2 separate regions of the Anser cygnoides genome follow, and region 2 is linked to region 1. Evidence: chromatin contacts called from public Hi-C data. All regions are on one chromosome and are shown on one strand. The core of a region is the stretch at or near the end of the contact, and the rest is flanking DNA. Distances in the headings are between cores, read along the strand shown.

Region 1 (5,130 bases), core at 2,564-5,063:
TTGTCTTTTCTCAAGTTTAATGCACTCTAGCCGGTTTAATAAAATGTGACAGCAAAGATCCAGGCTTGCCTGTGCTGTAATTTATTGCTTTCACTTAGCACTAGAAGCTTCCTGCGACTGCTAGACAGATAAAGGATGGAGTGGCTCTGGAGCCAAAGGCATAGCTTTGTATTATCCCATTATTTTTAAAGCTTTTTTTTTTTGCTAGAGGTAATTGCTGAAAATAGCACTGCTGGTAAAAGCAACCTTAGAGTTTATACCAAAGTGAAACACCAGTAACAAGGGGCCTCGTTATATAGGAATAAACAAAGTTGTTTTTTCTTTATTTTGTTCCATTTCCTCCAAGAACTTTCAAATAATTCAGGGAGAGAGGTAAGAAGAGCTGGGAACATTACTTTTCCTTTAATCCTTAGATCCCTCAGCTGACTCTACACTTTGTTTTCATGCTGAAGGGGAAAAAATATTTTCCTGGCAGGTTTAGAATGATTTTTCCATTAATCTTTTCTCTTGGAGCCAAGATACATTTTTTCACAAAGATCTGATGTGACATAATACTGTACCTGGAATTTCACACTGAAGAGAGTGGAAAAACGTTCTCACCACAGCAAGCACTCACAAACCTCCAGCAAAACTGAGAAGCCAAAAGAGCAATTTAAAAAGGGGACAGGAAGGAATATGGGGCAAAGTCATTTCCCGCAGGGAGGAAAGCTCTGAAATGTGCTGTTTTTTTAAGCCTTTCAAAGATAAACTGATAGAATATGGTATGTAGTGGCACAGGCCAACAATTATCTTGCTGGAAGTTATCTCAGCAGTTTGAAATCCTATTAATTAAAAAAAAAAAAGAAAAGAAAAGAAAAAGAGCACATCAGGGTGGAATCTCAAAGTGTAAATGTGAGGAGCAATGGAAGTGTTTCAGATTAATGCAATCCAAAGCAGAACAGAAACTGCTTCTGCAATTAAATACATATGTACATGATCTTGGATTTACGAAAGATTTCATTTGATAGAACCCACCCATCTCCCTATTTTTGGCTTATCAGTGCTTTCTTTCAACATTTAAAGTGTTTTCTTCAAAGCCCGGAGCTGGAGCATCTCCAGGCAGTTTAATTGTCCAGATGTGGAGTGGATTTCCTAAACACTTGCAGCACAGGGACGACATGATGTTTTTTGCTTGGAAGCCAATGAAAAGAAGTATTTTCAAATTCTGACTTAGTTTTCAAACGGACTCACTGGAATGTGTCTTGAAAAATTCCCAGGCCTCCACAGAGAAATACATCGGTCTTGACATACATCTAACCATGGCTCTGCCGCTGAATCGCTGTAGGTTTGTCTGCAGCAGCCTGTGCACTCACGAGGCATGGCCTTTTCTGACTACCTTTGGCTGGTTTTGTACCCATGGCAAAGCACAGTAAATGCTGTGCTCAAAGGGCTTCAGAGTACTGCATGGCTGCCTTCCTCCTTAAGCCTGGTAGCGGTCTATGCCGTGCTTTCTTGATACTAGAAACCCAAAACCAGTGCTGGAATGAGAGAGAGATTCAACAAACAAGGTCCTTCTGTCCAACATTTCTGGACCACAAGGAAATTTCTCAGCTGCAGTGGGCCACAGCTGGTGATTGCCAGGAGTGTGGTTACCCAGACTCGGCTTTGTCCTCCGTGACAGCCACATTTGTTGTTCCCCAGGAGCAAGCTAGATGTAGCATGCTTCACGCTCTCTTGCCGCAGTGCTGTTGCAGTGTTGCTGCAGTAACACACACCGCAGGAAGGGACCAGAGAAGGCAGGTGTTTCTTATCTTTTTGGCAGTGCTCTGCTGGCATCCATCCTACCAGCAAGACTTCTTTTGTGGAGGACAATATTGGCAGAAATGGCTTTTAAATCCTCCAACCACAGGGGCTGATCTTTCGGATCGGTTTGAATTTTCAGTATTACCTTAGCTCAGCTCTCAAAAAAAAAAGAAGAAAAGAGTAGACTGCCTTGGAAGCCAATCCCCCCCATTTATTCCTGGCACATGTATAGTATCTGTTCAAACCTCCGCCACAAATAACTTCACATAATGCTTTCTTTAGTGCATTTTCAGAAAACAGGGCAAAACCAGACTTGGCACAAGTGAATCCCACTGCACTGGATCACATCCTCCTGATCTTGCACCGAAGCCCTACACCCTGCTCCAGGGAAACTCACGCTGATGGCAGGGATCCTGCTGGAAATGGTCCATCCGCTTCACCCAACGCAGGGCCCAAGGAAGTAAGCCCCCGTCTGCCCCAGCTGAAGGAAGAAGCCACTTCCTACATACAAGTAATTAAAATGCTTTTATTACATGAAAAATTCTAATAAATCTCGCCCCCTTTGCTCTGTGCCCTGGGCTCCATGTGGGCTTACTACGCTTTATTTTCATGACTTTCTGTCGAACCGTTTCTGAGAATTGTAAGTGTGAAAACAAATAAAAAAGTTATATGTGAGGGAAAACCTGCTGCCTTTGTTTGAAATCCATTCCCAGATCCGCGGCTGGCCAAGCCTCGCCCAGATGTTATTGTGTGGTTATGGATTTTGGATGTTCTTTCTTTGCTGGAAGCAGCGCAGCCAACGTACACCCCTCCTGCAAAAGATCTGCTAAGGGAAAAAACAACTGTGTACCGCAGCTGAATGCAAAAGTCAAAGCAGAGGTGGGAGCCTCTTTTGGCAGCACCCATCGGGCTGTCCTCACAGTTTTATGGCAGGTAGGAAAAGGGCAGGGAATTTTCACAACGCTGCAGCCCAAAATAGGGCCATAACACACAAAAATAGTAGGAAGCGAGACAAATAGTCCTCGGTAGTCATTTTCCTCTTTCCCCTTCTGTCTGTCCTCTCCCCTTAAATCTTTCAATTTTCCTTTCCCTTTTAGCCTTCCATCTTTTTCAGGGTAATTTTATTTTCCATTTGGGGAGAAAGAAAGCAATTTTGCTTTGTTCGCTGCGAGGGCTGGCACTCTGCCGGCGGGGGACAGGGGAGCAGCCTGAGCAGCGTGATTGCACTGGTAGGTGCTGTTATAAAGGTAATTATAGGCTGTTTGGTTTCACAGGGTTCTTTTAGCTAAGCTATAAAACAGAGGTTGTTTCTACTTACGATCATTAAAAATCCTTCACCGTGACCCATTATCCTGGTCAAACATCAATACTTGTTTTCTGGGATTGCGTCCTACATCATGACATGTAGCTAATACGAGAGCATCACAAGCTACACTTGACTTCAGGAATGCCAGCATTGCAGTGGCAGGTGACAAAATACCCAGTACGTAATATATTTCTGTTAAAAAAAGGTCCTGGTAAATGTGCTCCCATGCTGGGAAGATGTGGTGGCCAGCAGCAGGCACCCATGAAGTGAAGAGCTTTTTCTTCCTTTCCCACTTCCCTTCAGCCCAGCTTTACAAAGAGGTTTTGGTGCTCTTCATTTCTGTCTCTAGCCAGCCTCCTTCCAGCATTGTGTCTGCTTCCAGATCCTCTTTTTAGTTACCATTTCTGCAGCTGGATCCCTCTGTGAAGCAACACCTTCTGCCCAGCATGTGTGCCCACCTTGCTTTGGCTGTGAGCGTGTCCTCCCTTCTTCTTCCCTCTCCCTCCTTTCTGACAGCATCCCTTGGCAGCCCCTCCGCGTTTATCTTTCCAAGGTGAATTAATGTAGATAATTGCTATGGTGAAAATAGTACAGTGCACTATTAATTTAGCAGATCATTTCGCTGCTCTGTTTGATTTGTCTCGTTGATGCAATCTGCTTTGGCACTGCCTCTCCACTACAAAAGCAGCAGCCTTAACGCTAAGGCAGTTTGCGCAGGATTTATTTCGTAGCTACTGTTACCAGCAGGACTGGTGCTTTTCACATTTGCTGACACCACACTTCACTGTGGTAAGGACTGTTTGTTTCTTCCAGAGTTCACGAGTGTATCTTGAAGTCATGTACGTGAGGTTTTAAGTTGATGTTAATGTTATCGTTGTGCAGGAAGCCAGGCCAGCAAGGCTGCAGGGGAAAAGGTGGGAGGTCTGAATGAATGAAATGAGCCTGGGATTTTAGCGTGGAGTCCCCCTCTCTGTTAAATAAATTATCTCGCAGTTTGGTAAGAAAAGATTGCCCACCGCAGGAAGACCAGTGCAATTTCTCTCTCTCCCTCTTTTTTTTTTTTCCTTATTTTTTAATAAAATTTTGTGTCTTTGTTTCCAGAATGGTATGTTTGAAGGAGTTTCCACTACTAAAGTGTAGTTTTGTGTAGGAAAACCATTCAGGGTTTCTATATTTCTTCTTCTAGAATAACTTTTATATTTTAATCCACAGACTCAATGCACAGATGAGAACTTCTACAGCTTCTCACTCCAAACTCTTCTTGTGCTGGCATCCTTAACTTGTAAATTTAACACGTGATATTGGATGGAGCCTACAATCTGCCCTGTAATTTTATATTTTTTCCCAAATATTAATTTCATATTTATTGGAACTAAAGCCGTTTTTCTGCAGTTGCTGTGACTTCTGCTCTTCGCATCTCAGTCCTGATCCCTGGCTGCAGTTTACAGCAGTTCAGTTGATGGATTGTGCACTGCTGGGAGTCTCAAAAAACAGCCTTTTCAGCAACCATCCTACAACAAGTTCCCTAAACAGGACCCCCAAAATTTTGTTATTCTTCCAGTATTATTTCTTAACTCCTGAAGGACAGGTCTAAGACTCTGGGTTTCTTTGTTGTTCCTCAGCCCAGGAAATACCATTCACTGGGGCCCCTTTTCTTTTCCATATTCATCTCCGTTTGTTTAAAATGAGGCATTTGGTTGAGGGTCTTCTAAGAAAGCATAGCTGTTCTGCAGAGCTCTTCTATCTGCAGGGGTTTTGCCCGGTAGCCCCAACAAAACTCGGTGCAGGAGTGGCTTTCTGTAGGGACGTGTCATCTGCACCTGTGCCTGAAGGAGCCCATCCCAAAGAAGCAGCAGCAGTGCTGGTACCATGCCTCCAAACTTATGGGCACGGGGAAAGAGACCCCATGTGCTGGACTGCAGGTGTGGATGTACCACAGTGCGGGGTGGATGCAGTCGTGGCAAACCCTGCCACATCGGTGATAGACCTGCTTCTGGACAGCCTGCAAGGCTGTTCCATGTTCCAGACTATCTGCTTACAAA
Region 2 (5,579 bases), core at 877-3,376, 71 kb before region 1:
CTCTCCCCTCAGGACCTGCCGGCACCTGCCGCGGCCGGAGCCCCCTGGGCCACCAGCAGGCGGCGCTGCCGCCCGCCCGCCCGCCCGCGGCGCCGTGAGGGGACGGGGACCGAGTGACGGGACCCGATAACGGGGGCCCGATAACGGGGCCCTATAACGGCAAACATCGCCCGGAGCCCGTCCTCCCCCTTCTGACCTGGCGCCCCCAGAAAGCCGCAACCCCCCCCCCCCCCCACGCACCCTGCCCCCGGCGCCCCCCATTTTTGCCCCCCCGTCAGATTTTCGCCTCTCCCGGCTCCCGCGGCACCTGAAGCGTTGCCCCAAAGCGGGGGGACAGTTTGGTTAGGGAGACGTAGGGTTTACGGGAGGAGAGGTTCACGGGGGTTTGGGACAGCGTCAGGGGAAGGTGCGGGTTTTCTCCCCGAGATCAAATAGGCTGTTTTACTTACAACGGGTGTCGTACCTCAGGCAGCTCCCTGCGCAGAGACAGCCGCTCGCTGAGCGCTTCGTTAAAGCCGTGGGTTTCCAGGCCGAGCGGCCGCTGCCCCGCAGCAGCCCCCTGCCCGTCCTGCAGAGGAAGGGGTACGAGCTGGGACTCCGGGTCCCCCTCCTTCGCCTCCGGCCGCCTGCTCTGCTGCTTCACCACGCGATAGCCCTTCCTGGCCTTGCTGTGGTTCCTTCGCCCGGCGGGCGACACGACGGCCGCGATCAACTCGTCCTCCCGCAGGGAGATGAACGGCGACAGCCCGTCCAAGGGGTAGTACTGCTGGCTCTCCTCCTGGGTGTCCAGCATCTCCTGCGGCTCCGCAAAGTCCATCTGATACCCTTCCCGGGGGTTGAACTCCACCGGCTGGAAAGTCCCGTCCTTGCTCTGGTTGCTGGGTGGTGGATTCAGCGTTGTAACCATCAGTAGCAAAAAGCCCAGCATCAGCAGCAACAAGAGAAACTGCAGCTTACGTGATCCATATCTGCATTTCTTCCTCAAGAACATACTGTTGGTGACAAAATGATACAGATGGTCATGTTAAATACCACTTGGATATCGCTCAGATTCCAGTCCTCGGGTTGCAGCAAAGCACTGGTTTTCACTATCTGCCAAGAGGATTTTCTGTTCCCCTCACATTTCACTGATGCCGTTTCATGCTCTCCTCTCTATTTACAGACAAAATAGAAAAATGCCTATTAATATTGCACTTACTGTAGTAAAAGGCAGCATGGATCCAGCGAGATAAAGTAGATCCGTTATTATACAGTCCCAGCTTAGTTAGGAAAGAGCATGTTTAGCTGATGAAAAAAGTAGCTAAAGTTTTGATTTTTTCCCTTCTAAATTCTAATTAAAAAGAAAATCCATTTCTTATAGCTTCCTTGCAGAGTATTTCCTGCTTCTTCAAAGTTTCCCGTTGCTGCCTGGTCTGATGTGCCTTATCTCTGAAAGCAGATCTGACAGCTTTCCCCCGTTCTGAGGCTTCAAGTTCACTGTGATCAACAGATGAGAGAACTAGTCAGTCCCTGACTTTGTTTCACACATAACTACAGCACTCAGTCAGGAAGCACTTTGCCAGACATAATACAGAGCAATGTGTGCGTCTTTCTCTTGGTCCTAATGCCCTCACTGTTCTTGTCCTATCAAATCAAAACTTTGCAAAAGCTGTCAGAGGAGAAATATAAGAAGCAAAATGCTGTGTTATAAAACAAGTCAAGGCATACCACGAATCACCCGACTTCTGAGTAACCTTATTAAGCTAAGAATGCTCAGAGTGAGAAGCAAGAATTTCATAAACTGAATAAAAGATGGAGTGCGCATGATTTATTTAGTGTTAGATTTATTCATATGGTAATGTGCTAGCTGGAGTATATGAGTATATTTCATCTGCAATAAATATTTACAGCTGTAGGGATTTTAACACTGACATAAGGATGCCAAATTATCACCTGGCAGACTGAAGTTGTCTCCTCATCCATAAATTTGGTGTTGCACGGCGAGCAGCACTTCAAGTTTTCAATAGTCCAGGAATAACATGTAGAAAGCCTGGGCTGGAACAACGACTATTGACGCTGAAAGAGAACAACTTTTGTGAGTAAAAGGGGAGCTCAGTCTCTGAGGTCTGTTTGCTAACGCTGCTGGCAAGGGTGCTAGTGGGCACTGACTGTGGCATTTTTTTGCTGCAAGACGGATGATTGTCCAATGGGAAAAGGGTGAGACAGTCCACATGCTTCAGCATCACATGCCTCTTGGTCTGGCAGAGATCAAATATAGAAGACACTCAGGTGTTACCAACCTTTTTGATGCTGGGGACATGGGATATGTTGGTTTTTTTTCTCTCCCCCCCCCCCCCCCCCCCCCCCCCCCATATTCTGTAGCATTTGATGATCAAAAAGCTCCAACCTCCAATTCTAGGAGGCATGTGACTACTGGAGAACTTCCGCATTCACCTTTTGTTAAAAAGTAAATTTCTAGACATTATAGGTAAAAGAAAAACCTGAAGACATAAATGCAGTACACTCTAAAGGGAGCCAGGCATTCATTCTTTCTTTCCTTCTTGCCCATTACCTCCCTATAGCCTCTTTGCTTAAAGCTAAAAAGGACGGTACACCAACTTTTCAACTAAATTGGTTTCAAAAGGAGGGACTGGAGAGAGCACCTTACAGTTGCTGGAGGCACGTAGCATCTGGCACTTGTGTGTACTCCCCTGTGTTATACAGAATGCCTTGAACAAGAGAGACCAGTCTGCCGTGCCTTGGCACCTTCCCTACCTCAGCTGTTGTTAAAATGATGTAATACTGCTATATCCTGGGTAGAAGGAAGATTTAGCCAATATTTTGATACTTCACCATTGTGCATGCCTTCCCTTTTTAGCTTAAATTCACAGAAAAGTAACATCCCGACCCACCTTCTGTCTTGAGAATATTGCTCTTTATCCTTCTTTTCATAGGGAAAAAAAAAGTGTTGATGTTTTCAATTCAATAGGGAAGCAGTACACATTTGCATTAAAAAAATCTGAGTTCAAAAGCGTTCATTTAAATAACAATATGTGTCAGACATAGAAAGACAAAATGAAATGGAAATGAAGAGACCTGTCCGAGATATTCTGCAAAATCTGGCACCAGTGACTTGCAAAATGTTTGGTTACATGGAGTCCTAATACCAGGCATATGGAAGAAAAGGAGAAATTAAGGAAGATTTTGTGTGGACTAAATAGGAGAAAGTAGTATTGTGTTTTGTTTTTTCCTTCTTCTTTTCTGATCTACCCAAGTATTTTGATTTAATTAATATTTTTTTTCCCTGACTAAAATATTAAAACAGGATGCTTTAACAACTCTGATCAAGATAATTCTAGCCTGCAGTGGTAACTGCTGTATAAATTCTGTCTTTGCGTGTTCTGTGTTGCTGAACAAATCCACCTGGATCTCTCATGCAACTAGGTTTCAGCTATAGATGAAATCCAATTAACAAATTTACAGAAATATTTGCTACTTTTGGGACAGAGCTGATCAGTAATGTTATTATTGAAATATATGCATATGGAATCTTACCTTTGAATATATCCTTACAATTTTAATGAAGAAGAAATGAACAACTGCAAACAATTGCAGAAATAAGATGTTTGGAGACTAGTCTAGTAAATTATATGTATAAAAGCATAAAATACCACATGGCACTGTTCCAGCAGACCTTACTCCCTGTCCAGCATGGACTTCTCCTTTGAAGGTTTCCCTCAGCCAGCCCTAATGCTGCAAGACGAGCCTTCCTAAACCATCATCTGCCAAGAAGTATGTCTCACCTCTTAAAAACGAGCCAGGAGAGTCCTGTGGTTTCCCACTGCCAGCATACAGAAGAGAGATTGACTTTCCAATGTGTGAGCTTTTAAGTGTTTGGGAGGGTACGTCTTTTTCTGAATTGCACTTGAAGAACAGCATCGCTTGCTTATCAGCTCCCTACCCAGCAGTAATGAAGGCCATGTCAAGAAGACAGTGTGTCTAAGCCTGGGTAGAGCTGTCTTCTCCACTTCCACTCTCTAAGAGCTGCTTCACACAGGTAGCCCACAAAACAGACTGTCCACAAAAGACGTTGCTGTCCTCGGACTGCTGTTCGTACGGTAGACCTAGGGGCAGCCGGAGAGAAACACCTTACAAGCTGTGCCAAATAGATCAGCAGCTGCTCCTGAAAGGGCCAGCCTCCAGCGCCAGTATTGACCAGTGTCAATATCGACCAGTGCCAATATCATGTTGTTTGTCCTGCTGGGCAACCCATGCAAATCGTGAAAGACAGGCTTCTAACCAGTCCTGCTCAGGCAGACCCTGTTGTAGAAGGTAAAGAAACCTTAAATACTAGGTCAAGTCATATCGACTTCTCCATTCTCTAATGCTTGCTTGTGCCTCTGACTGGTAAGGAAGAAAACATTCACCATCCTTCACTGTTGCAAATTTTGCTCACTAATTGATGAGAGCTAGGACACGAAATCAAATCTAGGTCTTGGTATTCATTTCAAACATATTAGGAGTATCCAGAGTAATAAGCCTTTCAGTCACTGTGGTGTATCTGTTTGTACTTACCCTTTCCTCCCCACCTCATTTTTGTCTTGCAGTTTTGTCCAAACTGTTCCCCATCACATACTTGCTAAATGTTACAGGACATGTTATGTTATCCGTACATGAAGGAACAACGCATACTTTCAATGTGCAGAGCCTGTGTTTAACTGCCAGGAAAATAACAAAGAACAAAACCAAGGCTGGATGGAAGAAAGAGCACGTGGACAGGTTGTTATTTACTCTTTAATAAACATCTTGGATTGATTTACGCTTCTATGCCAAAAGCAGATGTGCCACCTTCCATTTAAAGACTCAACAAGTAACAGCACTCATGGTTTCATGGCTGCGTGTATTATGTGCCGCAGTGCTTCATGCATTTTAACAATAGCTTTATTTGCACAGATGTGAAGAAGTCAGTGTATAAAATGTGACTGATTACTTGGTGCACAGGATTTGTGGGGGGTTTATAATCAAATTACTTCCCCTGTTCTTTCCAGGATACAATAATAAATGCATATTTTTAGATTATCTTATTTGCAGGTATTTCAGGTACTTTGAGTATTTGGCATTGTAATGAATATTGTTAGTTCAATGACATTTTCCAATAGCAAGTTAATAATGAATTTGAACAGGATATTATGGAACTTGGTTTTAGAGGCTTTCAAAGCTTGATAAAATCTGTTTGATCACTGGCAGGGATTTTGGCACTAGCAATGTGATTTATAAGATGTTTGCTAACCTGTCAGTGAAGGAAATGCAGCTGAAATTTCATTTTTACAGGATTTCTGCTCATAAATCACGTGACCAATGCAAAACAGAGCATGGAAGCCATTGACCTCTGCACTGCCTTGCAAAAGCAGTTGTGTGGACATGAAGGTCAGCAGCCCTTGATGGAAAGGTAAGGGAACCTATCACGGGAGTGACAGCTTCTGGATTTACTGCACCGCAGTCGCTGGTTAAATCAGAAAGAATTGCTTACAGGACTTTATGGATCAATAGTAGGTACTCCCTGAGTGAAAGCTCACCTCTAACACAACCTCAGAGAGTTA

What was found. A called contact is a pair of places that touch in the nucleus more often than the background predicts.
Region 2: a contact with region 1 is called in a Hi-C map of liver, with 2.7 times the contacts expected there. The contact joins the promoter of GALNT15 here to the enhancer-like site in region 1. A contact is called at or near these places in 4 of 7 Hi-C or Micro-C datasets (granulosa cells and liver).

Annotation. Positions count from the first base shown.
Region 1 is chr2:37,701,879-37,707,008 of Taihu_goose_T2T_genome, reverse strand. No RefSeq gene overlaps it. Among named protein-coding and RNA genes, the nearest start is that of ANKRD28, 51 kb to the right of the region's middle. Within about 2 kb of position 3,813, at least 1 of the 3 cell types and tissues checked has open chromatin away from gene starts, as enhancers often do.
Region 2 is chr2:37,770,863-37,776,441 of Taihu_goose_T2T_genome, reverse strand. GALNT15 (polypeptide N-acetylgalactosaminyltransferase 15) reads right to left here and starts at 2,126. Exons shown (of 11, transcript XM_048070336.2): 1 at 1,933-2,126; 2 at 450-1,152. The coding sequence starts at 991.